2 separate regions of the Mus musculus genome follow, and region 2 is linked to region 1. Evidence: chromatin contacts called from public promoter capture Hi-C data. All regions are on one chromosome and are shown on one strand. The core of a region is the stretch at or near the end of the contact, and the rest is flanking DNA. Distances in the headings are between cores, read along the strand shown.

Region 1 (6,057 bases), core at 2,432-4,931:
TTGATCTAGCCGGATGTGATGGATGCTGTGTGACTTGAAACAAGTGGGGTGACCTCTCTGAGCCTTTGTTTTCTAGGAGAGACGATGAAGTCCCCATGCCGCCTCAACAGAAAATAAGGCAGACGTGTAAAGCACACAGAAAGTGGTCAACCACGCAGTCACTCTTACCTCAGCTTTCGGAGGAGGTCTCCCTCAGCAGTCCACATCTTGCCAGTCTTTAACACAGCAGCAGGAGCCTGGCTGCTTGGGGCGACCACAGCTTCAGGCCTGAATGAATGAAGTAGCAACAAGTGAGGGGCTGGCCAGAACCCTGACACTACCTGGCTGCAGGCCCAGCCCAGCCCCCACCCCTGCCCTCTGGAGGAGATCCATTTCCACCCTGTGCACCTGGCACCTTTCCCTCCCGGGCGGGGTGGGTACCAAGGAAAACTGAGCCACTGGGAATGTGTTCTGAGCCTCAGAAAGAGGCAGATGGGTGGCTGGCCTTCCCAGAATCTGGCCACCTGCAGTTGCAGGGGAAACTGAGGCAGGGGTGGAACCCCAGCTCAGGCTTCAGAGGAGGAGCTTCTCGTAAACTGTCTTTGAACTGGAAGACTCAGCCCTTGCTTTCTCAAGGGTCCAAGAGGAGGAGGGGAGGAACGGAGCCTCCCCTTTCACAGATGCGAAAACCAAGGAGATGTGGCATCCACACTCCAGTTCCCCGGGTGACGCAAAGCATTCTGTTCCGCCCACACTGGGGAACCACTCAGGACACCTTCTGTGTGCCTGTGGAGTATCTTCCTAAAAAGGACTCGGAAGTGTCTTCCTTCTCTATCTCAAGGGGGTATTTGAGCCAAACAGGGTAAGGAGCCTCCTGCTTTGGTCTTTGTTTGGCAAACAGGGAAACTGAGGTCCAAGAGACGAATCCCTGGCTGAGGCTATCCCTGGCTGAGGCTATCCCTGGCTGTGCTTGCATAACTGACCACTCTGATACCAGTCACAGATTGCCACTTCTAGATGTTGTTTTTCTTCTAAACAAACTATGAAGTACCAGAGCCTTAGGTTAGAACCCGAAACCCAGGGAGGCCTGGTTCCTTGTGGGCCTGCCACAAGGCCTGCCACTCTCTGAGGCTGGGCTATCACCTGGGCTGTGCCTCTCCTTCCCAGGAGTGGAGATGCGTGCTCCCAGAAGCCTTAGAGCTGAGCAGAGGGAGGGGCTGAGGGTATTCCCGTGGGAAGGGACTCTGCCACGACCTCAGTGTACTTATGGGCTCTCCCATGTTGCTTGTCTTCTCTGGGCCTCTGCTCTTCTACTAGTCTCCCGAGATACCCTGTTTCCAGGTCTGATCCCAATCTGCAGTCACCCAACCCCTGCAAGGCTAGGAGTCCACCTACCAGTGTCTTCGATGGCAGAAGGTAGCACAGGCAGAGTCCCCCGCAGTAGAGCACTCACAACGCTTTGGCAGGGAGCGGCGCCGGCGCCTTGGCGGGTTTCCCAGGCCGTAGGGAGCTGTCTGTCTGTGGGCCAGAAGCCAGCAAGGTAGTGTGTACATGTGGGGGGGGGGGAGAGGGATGGGGGGGGCAGAGAGGAGGAAAAGAGAGGAGAGACACGGGATTAGTAAACACATCACTGGCCTGCAGAGACTGTCCACACTGTACAGCCAGTCACACCTCCAGGAAGGTGACCACCCCACTCCTTCCCACATTAAGCCATCAGGTCGCACACTCCATCAATGGCTCTGCACACCGCTCTGCTAGGCTCTCCTGCAGGGCAATGTAAGGAGTGGACTCTGCAGATCCAGTGAAACCTGGGCTGGTCTTCTGAGCTCTGGACCCCCTACCTAGGCCAGGAGGAAGGGGCCTGTTCAGCTGGCAGAGTGAAGCATTCGGCTCACAGTTGGTCCCCCACATGTTGGAAGAAGTGTGACAAATATACCTTTGAGTTGTGTGTGTGTGAATGTGCGTGTGTAATGGGATTGATTTCTGATCCAGTTTGGCCAAGGTAGGCAGAGTAGGGGCCCTGAGACTAGTCCCCCCAACACCTTTGGTCAACAGCTAATTTTAGGTGGCCTGGCAGTTGGAGCTACAGTGATTCTGGGTGGACCCGACACGCAGGCACTGGCAGGGTTCCCGCCCTGAGCCAGCGTTTGGATGTGGATTAGCTCTACGCACGCTTATGTTCTCAGCGTCTCTTGCCTTATGCAATTTGAAGAAGGGGGAAAAAAAATACAAACATACCCAGAAACTTCAACCTGAGGTATGCAGGGGCCTGGAGGCAGCATGGGGCAGGCAGAACCCAGCTCTGGCTCCTGCCTGGGTATCCCAGGCAGACTTCTTGTCTGTCCTGTGTGTGTGTGTGTGTGTGTGTGTGTGTGTGTGTGTGTGTGTGTATGTATGTGTGTGTGTGTGCAAGCAATGCCTGCCTTGTGGGGAGGCTGGCGGCTCAGTGGGTGGAGCTGCACTTGGAGTGCTCTGCATAGAGCGTGGTCTGGTCTGGGCATGGATGTTGTCATGCATGGAGTTATTCTCTGCAGGGGAAGTGTGGTTGAGCTCCAGCGTCCCTAGACTTGGAAAGGAACCTACAACTTTTTCTCTCCTGTGTGATCCTGAAGAGGCCACCTCACATCTCTGAGCCTCCATCCTTTGATCTGGAAAATGGAGCTAGTAGCACTTTCCTACAGGCTGTTGTGAGGGCTGGAAGGGTATGGAGCCCTCTGCCTGACTCTAATAGCTCCCACGTGGAAGTTGATGCATAAGTAGTTACTATGGATCCTCTCCCAGTATCCTGAGATTCAGGGTGAGCACAGGCAGTTGCAGAGGTGGCTAGCTAGCCAAAAGCCTTCACCCCGACCCTCTCCCACGGTCCTGGTGGATGCTTACCCCGCAGTGTTCACCCAGATGATGTCCAGGTGGCAGAAGTACACACATTCCTTGTCAAGCCAGGAGTTGCAGGAGCATCGACGAAAACGCAGGTGGGGGCCTCGGCCCTTGGGTGCCGAGGCCGGCTGCTCCAGGGTGGCAGCTGCCTGGCCCTTCCCTGCACACAGGAGAGAGAGAGAGGTGGAGAGGAGGTCAGGACACCTGGCCTGTCTGGGTTAGGGGACCCGCAGGGCTCCTCCTCTTGCACAATAAGGAAGTTGGCACCCTTGGTGTTCAGGAACCACTGGCTAGCCTGGGGAAGCCCCAGCTACCATCGCTGTGCCTGCACGCTGCAGTGGTAGCTCCTACTGTGGCCTCACCGCTCTATGCCCCCAGTTGGTTTTGGGAAGGAAGCACCATGCCCCCGGAGGAGACATCAATGAATAGACCCTGGGATCGCAACACGCGAGAGAGGGCAGCTCACCTTCATGCAGGGCCAAAAGCAGGGCCAGAGCGATGGAACACCAGGCGGAGACCATAGCAGCAGCGGCAGAGTGCTTGGCTGGGCCAAGGGAGCCGGGAGAGCAGGTCGCCAGTGTCCTCCTGCTAAGCCGAGCTGAGAGCTCATTGCTGAGGTGCCCTGGCCGCCTCTTATAATACCAGGCAGGGCGCCCGCCCGCCCCTACTGGTGCAGCCCCGCCTGCTTAGCTGCTGCACCTTGGGCAGAGAGCCAGGGACACCGCCTCCTCCCTGGGTGCCTGGCCCGCCCTGGCCTCCCGGTGAGGGGGAGAGGGAGGTGGAAGGCTGGGCTCCACCCTCTGCGCTTCTCTGCAACACCTTCAGGACTCTGCAGGCTCCCTGCAGGCCCAAGGCCCCTCTGAGTTCTGAAGTTAGTCCCAAGTTGTGGTACCCGGCCCCTCCCTACTCTCTGACTAGCACTCCTGAACTGGAAGTTTGGAGTGGAGGTCTCATCTAAAAGCAAAGCTTTCGCTCTTTACAGGGTATCTGCCACCCTCCTCCCTGCCCACGGTGAAGCAAGCTGAGATATCCCTTCGATGCGTGGGAGGTGAAAGGCCCACTCAAGGTTACATGGCCTTGGGCGCGTCAGAGCCCCCTTTAGGACCACTGGCCTCAGGAATGGCACAACTCATGCCTGACCTTTGACCACCTGAGGCTGCCTCATCCCCATTTTACCCAAGGAATTCTGCTCCCCTCTCAAGCTCCCAGCCTGTAGTAGGAATTCTGGTCCTTTCTGGAAACGACTCACTTATGCAACGACAGTCAGGGAGAGCCTCAGCCAGGGATAGCTTCAGCCAGGGAGAGCCTCAGCCAGGGAGAGCCTCTTGGACCTCAGTTTCCCTGCTCGACAAACAAGTACCCCCTTGAGATAGAGAAGACACTTCTGAGCCCTTTCTAGGAAGATACTCCACAGGCACACAGAAGGTGTCCTGAGTAGTTCCCCAGTGTGGACTGAACAGAATATTTTGTGTCACCTCAGTGGCAACTTTATGCAAAAATAAATAAATAAATAAATAAATAAATAAATAAATAAATGGAGAGGCCAGAGGCTGGCAAAGTGGCTCAGAGGGCCAAGTGCACAAATCTGATGATCTGAGTTTGATCCTGGGACCCAGGGGTGTGGTGTGTATCTATACTCCCAGGATCCCTACAAGGAGGTGAAAAGTGGAGACAGGAGAGTTGCCTATATAATTATAGGCCAGGGTGCCTGGATTAACCCAGAGGTGACAGGAGAAACCTGGCCTCAACAAGGTGGGAGAGAACTATCACCTAAAAGTTGTCCTCTGACCGCCACACGTGTGCCACAACATGCATGCACCCACAGTCATGCAGACCTCTCTCTCTCTCTCTCTCTCTCTCTCTCTCTCTCTCTCTCTCTCTCTCTCACACACACACACACACACACACACACACACACACATACACACACACAAATATGCACACACAATAATGAATAAATGGAGGAGGAGGAAGGAACAGGAGGAGGAGAAGGAGGAGGAAGGCAAAGTAGAAGGAAGGCCTCTTGGGTCCGGGCATTCTACTTCTGATGCCCAGGCTGCCCCACAAGTCCTGGAGGCAAAAGCAAAGACACACTGTGGGGAAGGGAAGGGACAGATGAATGCTCCTCAGTGTACTGGCAGCCCCTCTGTGCCTGGCCTGCCTGTTTCATGGTAGTAGACGTACCTTATATTCTTGAGGTCTAAAGCCCTGGAGAGGGCATGGCCTGTGGCCTTCTCTGTCCATAGGGGTATTGAGGGAGCCCGATGAATGCACTCCAAGGGAGACAGAGTGACTAGGGCTGGCCTGTGTTTGGACCGTAGAACCCAGACCTTTCAGCATCTTTTTATGTCTGTGTAGACAGACATTTTAGTTCCTGCATTAAAAATGGATAAAGAGGAAACGGGGATTGGAAAGGTATAGGCCATTGTGTTTCCTTCCAGGGTGACGTATGTGTGTGTGTGTGTGTAGGGATTCGCATCAGCCACATAGCTGGCATATGACAGGGCCCCTGTTGGAACCCCAATCTTGACCTCACCAGCAAACCACAATGGACTCCTGTGTGGGGCTCACTGCCCTCCCTATGCCTCAGCTCTGGAAGAATGTAGAAGAATAGCTCTGAAATGAGGTGAACAATTCTATTAGATACTGAGAGGATGTGCATTGGGACTTGCGTGGGGGTGTAAAGGGTGGGGAGACAGAAGACAGAAGCGAGCACAGGTCAATAGGAAGGAGTAGGGTCAAGGTGGGGAGGGAAACAAATAGATAAAGACAAGTACCAGGAGGTGAGCTGGGAGGACCAGGAAGCAGGGCACAAGACAGAGCTGGGATTTGAGAAAGTAAAAGAGGAAGACCAGGAGGAGCCAGAGGCAGGGTTCTAACCTGTCTAATCTTCATACAAATGCAAAATGCCTGCCCAGGACAATAGGAAACCAGAGGCTCCGGGTCTGGAAGCATAATAGAAGAATTAAATGGAGCAGGAGACAGGATCCTTCTGGGTGTGAGAGAGGGTGCTGGCAGGGCAGGGGCCACTGCAGCCTCACAGGGTCAGCACAGGAAGCTGTCTTGCTGGCTCTGGTTTCTCTCCTTCCCTGGCTCAGGCTCCAGCTGGACAGGCTAGGCTCTATGTAATAGAGAGGCCCGCCTAGGAATCTGAGCGAGTCCAGCCTGTCTTAGGGGATGGAGCCTTTCCGGGAACAGAGC
Region 2 (6,270 bases), core at 3,295-5,794, 210 kb before region 1:
AAGCACTTTTTTCCTTTATAACTGGAAACTAATATGCATCATTAAAGCTAAATGAGATCTGTGAGGTATAAGAAGTCACCTCTGCAGTTTTCTGCTTGGGTGGTGTTACAAAGACCCCACCCCTCCCCTTGAGCAGTAACTCTGGGAGGCAGAGTGAGTGTCCAGGCACTTGGCTTTGGATTCAGCTTCTGCTGTGGGGCTGGGCTGATGGAACTGTACTCGGCTCCGAAACGGAATGGCTGCTTATCTCTGGCCTTCCCTAGCTTCTAGCTGGGACACAGAGCTCTCAGCTGCCAGCCCGTGGAGAGTTCAAGAAGCCTCAGCTGTGCCATTCACGCTCAGTCCTGTTGGAGGGAAGAGACCTATAGTCCCATTTGCCTGGGGGCAGTTATTGGGGGCACTTTCCTTTTCTTTAGTGCCTCGGGGCAAACTCAAATCCAGTGCATGCTACTGGCCACATGCTCTCCCATTTAGCTACATCCTCTGGGCAATTGTTTTTGACAAAGAGATTTTAAAGCCACTTCTGGGTGTCCTTTAGGCTATGTCCATGACAGTTTGGGGAGAGACAGTCTATCTTGGCTAGGATTCCACCTCTACCAACCTGAACAATTTTCCTACTTCCTCTTTGTGTCTCAATTTCTCTTGAGAAGGGAGGAGTAATGATAAGATCTGCTCTGTCAGGTCCTTGTGAGAGTCCTCACAAGTCTGTTCACAGCGTCTGGAGAATAGGGCCTGTCCAGGCGTAGCACACCGTGAATGCTAGCCATCTCACTGATTATTTCGAGCTGTGTTTGAGGGAATGAGAGTGCAGGGTATCTGACACTGGGGCTCTCCCAGAAAAGCCCAGATGTGATGAATACCAAATGAGGATCACCAATTAAAAGCCCTGTGTTGAGTCTGTTTCTTAGCGAGCCAAGGTATAAAGAAATGTGTGCTGCTCTGTAAGGAGGCCTGGAAAGAAGAAAGTGGCCAGAGGCACTCCTCAGGAGTCCCCCACCCCCACCGCCACCCCCCACTGCCTGTCCTTCGCCTTGAAAGAGGACAGGAGGCAGATGAAGGGCCCTAGCAGGAAGTGTGAACACCCCTGGGAACAGAGGGAACTGTGTTATAGCAAGCTTCTTCAGTAACTGTGAAGTCTCAGCTGGGGTTGGGGATGCTCCATGGGTGAGACTGGAGCAAGAGATAACTTTGAATCCATCCCTGCAATTTCTGCTCTTCCGCAGATGCTGATTTCTCTACTACACACAAACAGAGCAATGCAGGCTTGGCTTGGGCAGTGGCTCACTCAGGACTGCACCTGGGAAGGGTGAATGGGTCTGGGATTTGAACCCAGGGCTATGCATTACAAGTTCTCAGTTCCTGCTTTGGCAGGACAGTAGATCTCTTCTCTGCAGAGGTGGGGTTGGGAAGGTCAGAGAGAGAGAGAGACCTCAGAGGGGAAATTAGGGCTGCAGGGAACAGGGGGAGGTGGAGGGAGACCTGGTCCCAGGTGTGCGAGAGATCCAGAGCTGCTGGGCAGGCACATGGGAAAGAGCAGAAAGTAGGTCAGTCACACAGGAGACAGAGCATGAAATTAATGAGCTCATGGGAGTTGGAGTAGTCACCTTCCAGGAGGGCAGTGAAGGAGGCGGAGAGTCCCTCTGGGAGAGATCTTGAGGCCTGAGGGGCTGGAGCAGGTGGGAAGTGGTTGGACCATAGAGTTTCCTTTCTAGTGCTGAGCATTGCGGGAAGGGGGGCAGTTATATCAGCTGGGCAGCAGAAGGGAATGATAGTGTCCTCAGGGGCCCAGACTGAGGTGTCAGACATGAGCTCTGTGGGGGCAGAGGGCATGTTTGCTCTTCAGATGCTGACATTCCTGCTGCCCAGGACAGTGCCTGGCACAGGATTGGCATGCTGAGGGGATACATGAGGAGAAGCCGCCCTGCCTTGTGCATTGCTGTGTAGCTCAGGGTGGAGGCGGAGGAGAGGGTTCAGAGGCATCAGCCGAGTTCAGCATCACCTGCTGAGTGGCTGCCAGGTGCCATCTCTGCCCTGGTGTTGAGCACACCATGTGTAAGAGAGGGGCTTTCCTGTGAAACTCACCATCTAATAGAAAAGCTGGCTATGAGTGACTTTAACAACATGTGCTAAGCACAGAAGTGGATGGCTGATGGGGACCAAGAGAAGGGGAGTTCTGTAACATTTCTCTGAGTAAGGAATTGCTGGGGATGTGGAGGCTGTCAAAGCTTAAGTGCATATACCAACATGTGTGTGCATACACACACACACACACACACACACACACACACTTAAAAATATATGTCCAGGCATAGAGGTGCATCCCTGTAGCTTCTGGTCTTGCGTAGTAGGAAATGAACAATTTCAAGTTCAGCCTTCGCTACATAGAGTTCAAGGCCAGCTTAGGCTAAATACTGTGTTTATTGACTCTGCTATGTCTTGCATATTGAATGTCTCCCAAAAGCCCATGTATCAAAGCCTCGGTCTCTTACACGGTGGTATTAGGAGGGAGGTGCTGTGGAGGGGAAGCCTAATGGGTGTTTCTTAGAGCATGGAAAGACTGACGCCAAAGGGAATTGTAGAGCGCTGGCCCTTTCTCTCCTCTGCTTTGGCTGCCTGGGTAGTGAGGCGACTGATTTTGCCCGGGCACACACACTCTTGCCCCAGGCCTAAAGCAGTGGAACTGATGGATCATGGGTCAGAACTTGCAGAACATTTTTCTGAAATAAATGTTTTCTCTTCATGAGTTGAGTACCTCAGGTTGTTTGTTATAGCCTCAGCAAGCTGTCTACTTGGCTCCCTTCTTCCCTCCTACAGGGTGACATGAAATTCATTTGGGTGTCAGGGCCCTCGCCTAGAACTCTTGAAGGAGGGGGAGGGTTGCTAAGTAGGAAGGCTTCAATCTCGTGATGCCTTACCTCCATGTTCCTCAGTTCCTTTAGAAATGTATCTCCTCCAAGAGGGGCTGGCCCAAGTGTCAAGTAAGACTGTGAGGACATTAGGACAGGATGCAGATCTGGTCGGGCTCTGCTGGGGACAACAGTGAATATGACATGTGCCACAAGTGTTCACAACAGGAAGAAGAGTGAGTGAATATGCCAAGTGCTGCCCCACTCAGAGACCTTGAGCATCTGCCTGGGTCTTAGATCAGGGTTACCTGCTGCTGACTTGGTTGGGCCCTGTGTCTGGGGTATCTTTAGTGGTTCTGGCCTGACCAGGTCGTGGTAATCAGAGTTGCCCCATAAGCTGCTCCGTCTAGCCAGGCCCTTGCAATCAGAACTCTCCAACCTGAAGTACCCAACTTGTCCTGCTTAGGATAGAGTCTTGTCCATGCCAGTCCAGCCCTCAGTGTGGGCTCACAAGCTTTTGGGGCAGGTCAGGTATCATGGCGCCAGTTTACAGATGAGAAGGGAGAATAAAGTGACTCACTAAGGCTCTTCAAAGAGGGTGTGTGTGGAGAACTAAGCTCACAGTTATGTCAGGCCAATTCCAAGACATCTGAGAGGGGGTGTATAAAGGCATAGCAGGGGCTGGAAACTTCAGGGAGAAATGGAAACACATACAAGCAGGACCTGAGTCCTCCTTTCCTGAGGACACTTCTGACCTCCAACCCCAGATCTGTCAGCCTGTCAATGAGAAGGTTCTGTGCGCTCTGATGGATAAAACCAGAGGGTTTTAAATCACAGGCCCAGAGCAAGGTGGACCCTGAGGCTTTCTGCTTTGGTCCACATCCATCAGTAAGCACTCAAGGATATAATTCCAGGCAACACCCTGGGCGCTGTGTGTGTGTAAAGGAGACTCCAGCATGTGCACATATCCTGCTTCTCTAGGACTTGGTCTGGTGGGCTTTTCTACTTTGTCACAACTGACATTTCAGGCGAGGTAATCCTTGAGGGATGCTGTGCAGCATAAGAGATGTTTAGCATCTCTGGCATTTGCTATCTCTGGATAGTCACATCCTCCAGAGGTGGCAACCAAAGCTGTCTCCAGACATTGCCAAATGTCCCCTGGAAGCAAAACTCCCCTGGGGCACACATGCTAACATAGTTTGCTGGGAGCTGCATCAGAGACTAGTCCATAGAGGACAGTGCGTGAGAAGGGTAAAATTAGCCCCTCAAAATTGGCCAGTGGAGATAGAGTTCACTTGCCTGAGAAGCTGGGATTCAGTCCTAGACTCTCTATACCTGGCCCAAGTGCTGCCCTGCCCACACCTCCCCACTTCTCTCCAAGTCCACCCACTGCCCTCAGCTCCCCCAGGAGGACAGATTCTGCTCTGGGAAGCCAGCCCTGGTGCTTTGAGCAGCTGGTCTCCTCAGCCCCGGACTGGTCTCTTAGCCTGCCATAGAGTTGGTGCCTAATAAGCTTTCACGCATGTTAGGAAAGGCTCTGTCTGTCCCCTGAGATGGCCCTCTGAAAGCCGACTGGGTGGCCACTTAAGTGCTGTGCTTATGCGAAGAACAATACTTCAGCAGAGTGCTTTGGCGTAAGTGCTTCCAGGTCCCCCACTCCACAGAAGCTGCAGCGTGGGAAGGAGATGGCTCTGCAGCGGCTGAGCCTACAGACTGGGCTCTTAGCAATACCCGGACCAGCTGTGGGCCCCCCTCCAGCCCTTGAGCCTGCGGGCGATGCTTCCACTTCATTATCTACAGGGGTGAGGGGCACTGCCATGCCTTCCCTTGTCTCCTAGTGCCCAAGGGACCAGTGAATGCTCAAAGGCAGGGGTTTCTCAAATGAAGCATTTGCATGTTAACTGTTTTCTGAGTTTCCAAGGGCAGTCTGTGGGGTAGGTCAGCGTTCTGTTTTTACTTTCTTTTTAGAATGACTACTTGAATAGTCATCCACACACTTAATGAGAGTTACTCTGTGCTCAGAACTCAGCAACGGGCAGACTGAATGCAGGCAGGACGGAGACAAAAGTACATTCAGAACAATGCTAAGGCTGAGAAAGCCGGGCAGGTGCTGAGCTTCAGGTAGGGAAGACCTCTCTCCAGAAGGTGACATTTAATTAAAACCCTGAAGGCAATCGGAGGGAGGGTTGCACAGAAGGTACTGCAGGCAGAGGCCAAAGCAAAAACTACCCCTAGGGTCCAGAAGAGTGGTGAGGTGGCCGGTAGCAGTTGGGGGTATAGATGAGGGACAGTGGGTGGGAAGGGAGGATGGGGGTGGGAAAGATAAAGGTCAGGGAGGGGAGAGGAGGGAAGGGGAGGGAGGGAGGCAAGAACTTTGGCTCTTGTCCTAGACTGGTGGGGGAGGGGCAGATGGCCCCAGTGGTTGCTTGAAAGTGAGTCACATGCTTGCTTTCAAATTTTATTCAGAACACAGAAGGAAGTTGATCCCACTTTGCTACTTTTCTGGAACTTTCTCCTGGTCAGCAACTGGAGTCACACAGCCAAGTCCTTGATGAAGCCAGGCCCTGGTTTGTCCCCTGCGGTTTCCATCAGGCCTTTCCCACCCACAGCTTACTCCAGTCCACTCCAAATCTTCATGGAAACAAGCAGAGAACATTTCCCAGTGATTTAAAAGGACTTCTGTGCCACCAAAGAGTATCGTTTACTCTTACTTTAATGGGTGAATGTCCCTCTACCCAGATGTCCTTGGAACACGGAGACAAAAAGAAGAGCTTGCTAGATCAGAAGGCCTGAGATCTGGTCTGGATTATGTCGTGTTGTTGCTGTCTGATTTTCCACTTTCCCCGTTTTGAATTTTCTTAACTGCCCAGAAGTCAGATGGAGCCAACCCTGCCTGCTACTTCCTTCCTTGTACCTTCATGCTACAGTGGAAGCCAAGGGCCCCTAGGTGGCGCACCTTCCTAGGCTCAGTCTCCCATGAGCAACTGCTAAAGGAGGCTAGAAGATTTGGGGGAAATGGAGGGGCAAAGATGATCCAGAGAGTGGATCTAATGGGAGACTGAGGCAAAAACCCTAAGCTAGAGACCCTTTCTGCACCTGCCCTGGGCCCTGAGGGAGTTGGTGGCACAGAGCACCTCTGTCACTATGGCTATCAGGTTCTGCTGTGGGCTATAGCCCTTACAGGCAAGGTGAATGTCTTGGGATAGATATGAGACAGTACTTATTCTCGCTCATAGATGAAGATGCTGAAGACAGATGTGCTTGCCTGGTCACCTGGGGAGCCAAAGACACAGTGGCTGTCTAGCTGGCCTCTGCTGAGGAAGGGCTCCATAGCAGGGAGGGCCTTGAGCTCAAAGTGTGGGGTAGCATCCCTTGATTTGTCCATTTCTCTTAGCTGGCAGCCTTCCCTCCACCCTACATCTCT

What was found. Promoter capture Hi-C pulls out the DNA fragments that hold promoters and counts their contacts.
Region 2: a contact with region 1 is called in a promoter capture Hi-C map of hippocampal neurons, with 4 times the contacts expected there. The contact joins the enhancer-like site here to the promoter of Edn2 in region 1. A contact is called at or near these places in 11 of 39 promoter capture datasets (the 3T3-L1 cell line, the C10 cell line, cranial neural crest and 5 more), 2 of 484 Hi-C or Micro-C datasets (cerebellar granule neurons and nephron progenitors), 2 of 115 datasets of contacts at active chromatin or transcription factors (embryonic basal ganglia and embryonic stem cells) and 1 of 9 other capture datasets (embryonic stem cells).

The regions. Positions count from the first base shown.
Region 1 is chr4:120,158,830-120,164,886 of GRCm38.p6, reverse strand. It overlaps Edn2 (endothelin 2), which reads right to left and starts at 3,681. Exons shown (of 5, transcript NM_007902.3): 1 at 3,323-3,681; 2 at 2,860-3,016; 3 at 1,375-1,497; 4 at 169-267. The coding sequence starts at 3,377. The region is part of intron 3 of Gm36134 (a long non-coding RNA gene); the gene reads left to right.
Region 2 is chr4:120,368,380-120,374,649 of GRCm38.p6, reverse strand. The region is part of intron 3 of Gm36574 (a long non-coding RNA gene); the gene reads left to right. Among named protein-coding and RNA genes, the nearest start is that of Gm36574, 26 kb to the left of the region's middle. Within about 2 kb of position 4,544, at least 73 of the 459 cell types and tissues checked have an H3K27ac peak or open chromatin away from gene starts, as enhancers often do. A contact at or near this core is called in embryonic basal ganglia and hippocampal neurons, where this site is marked.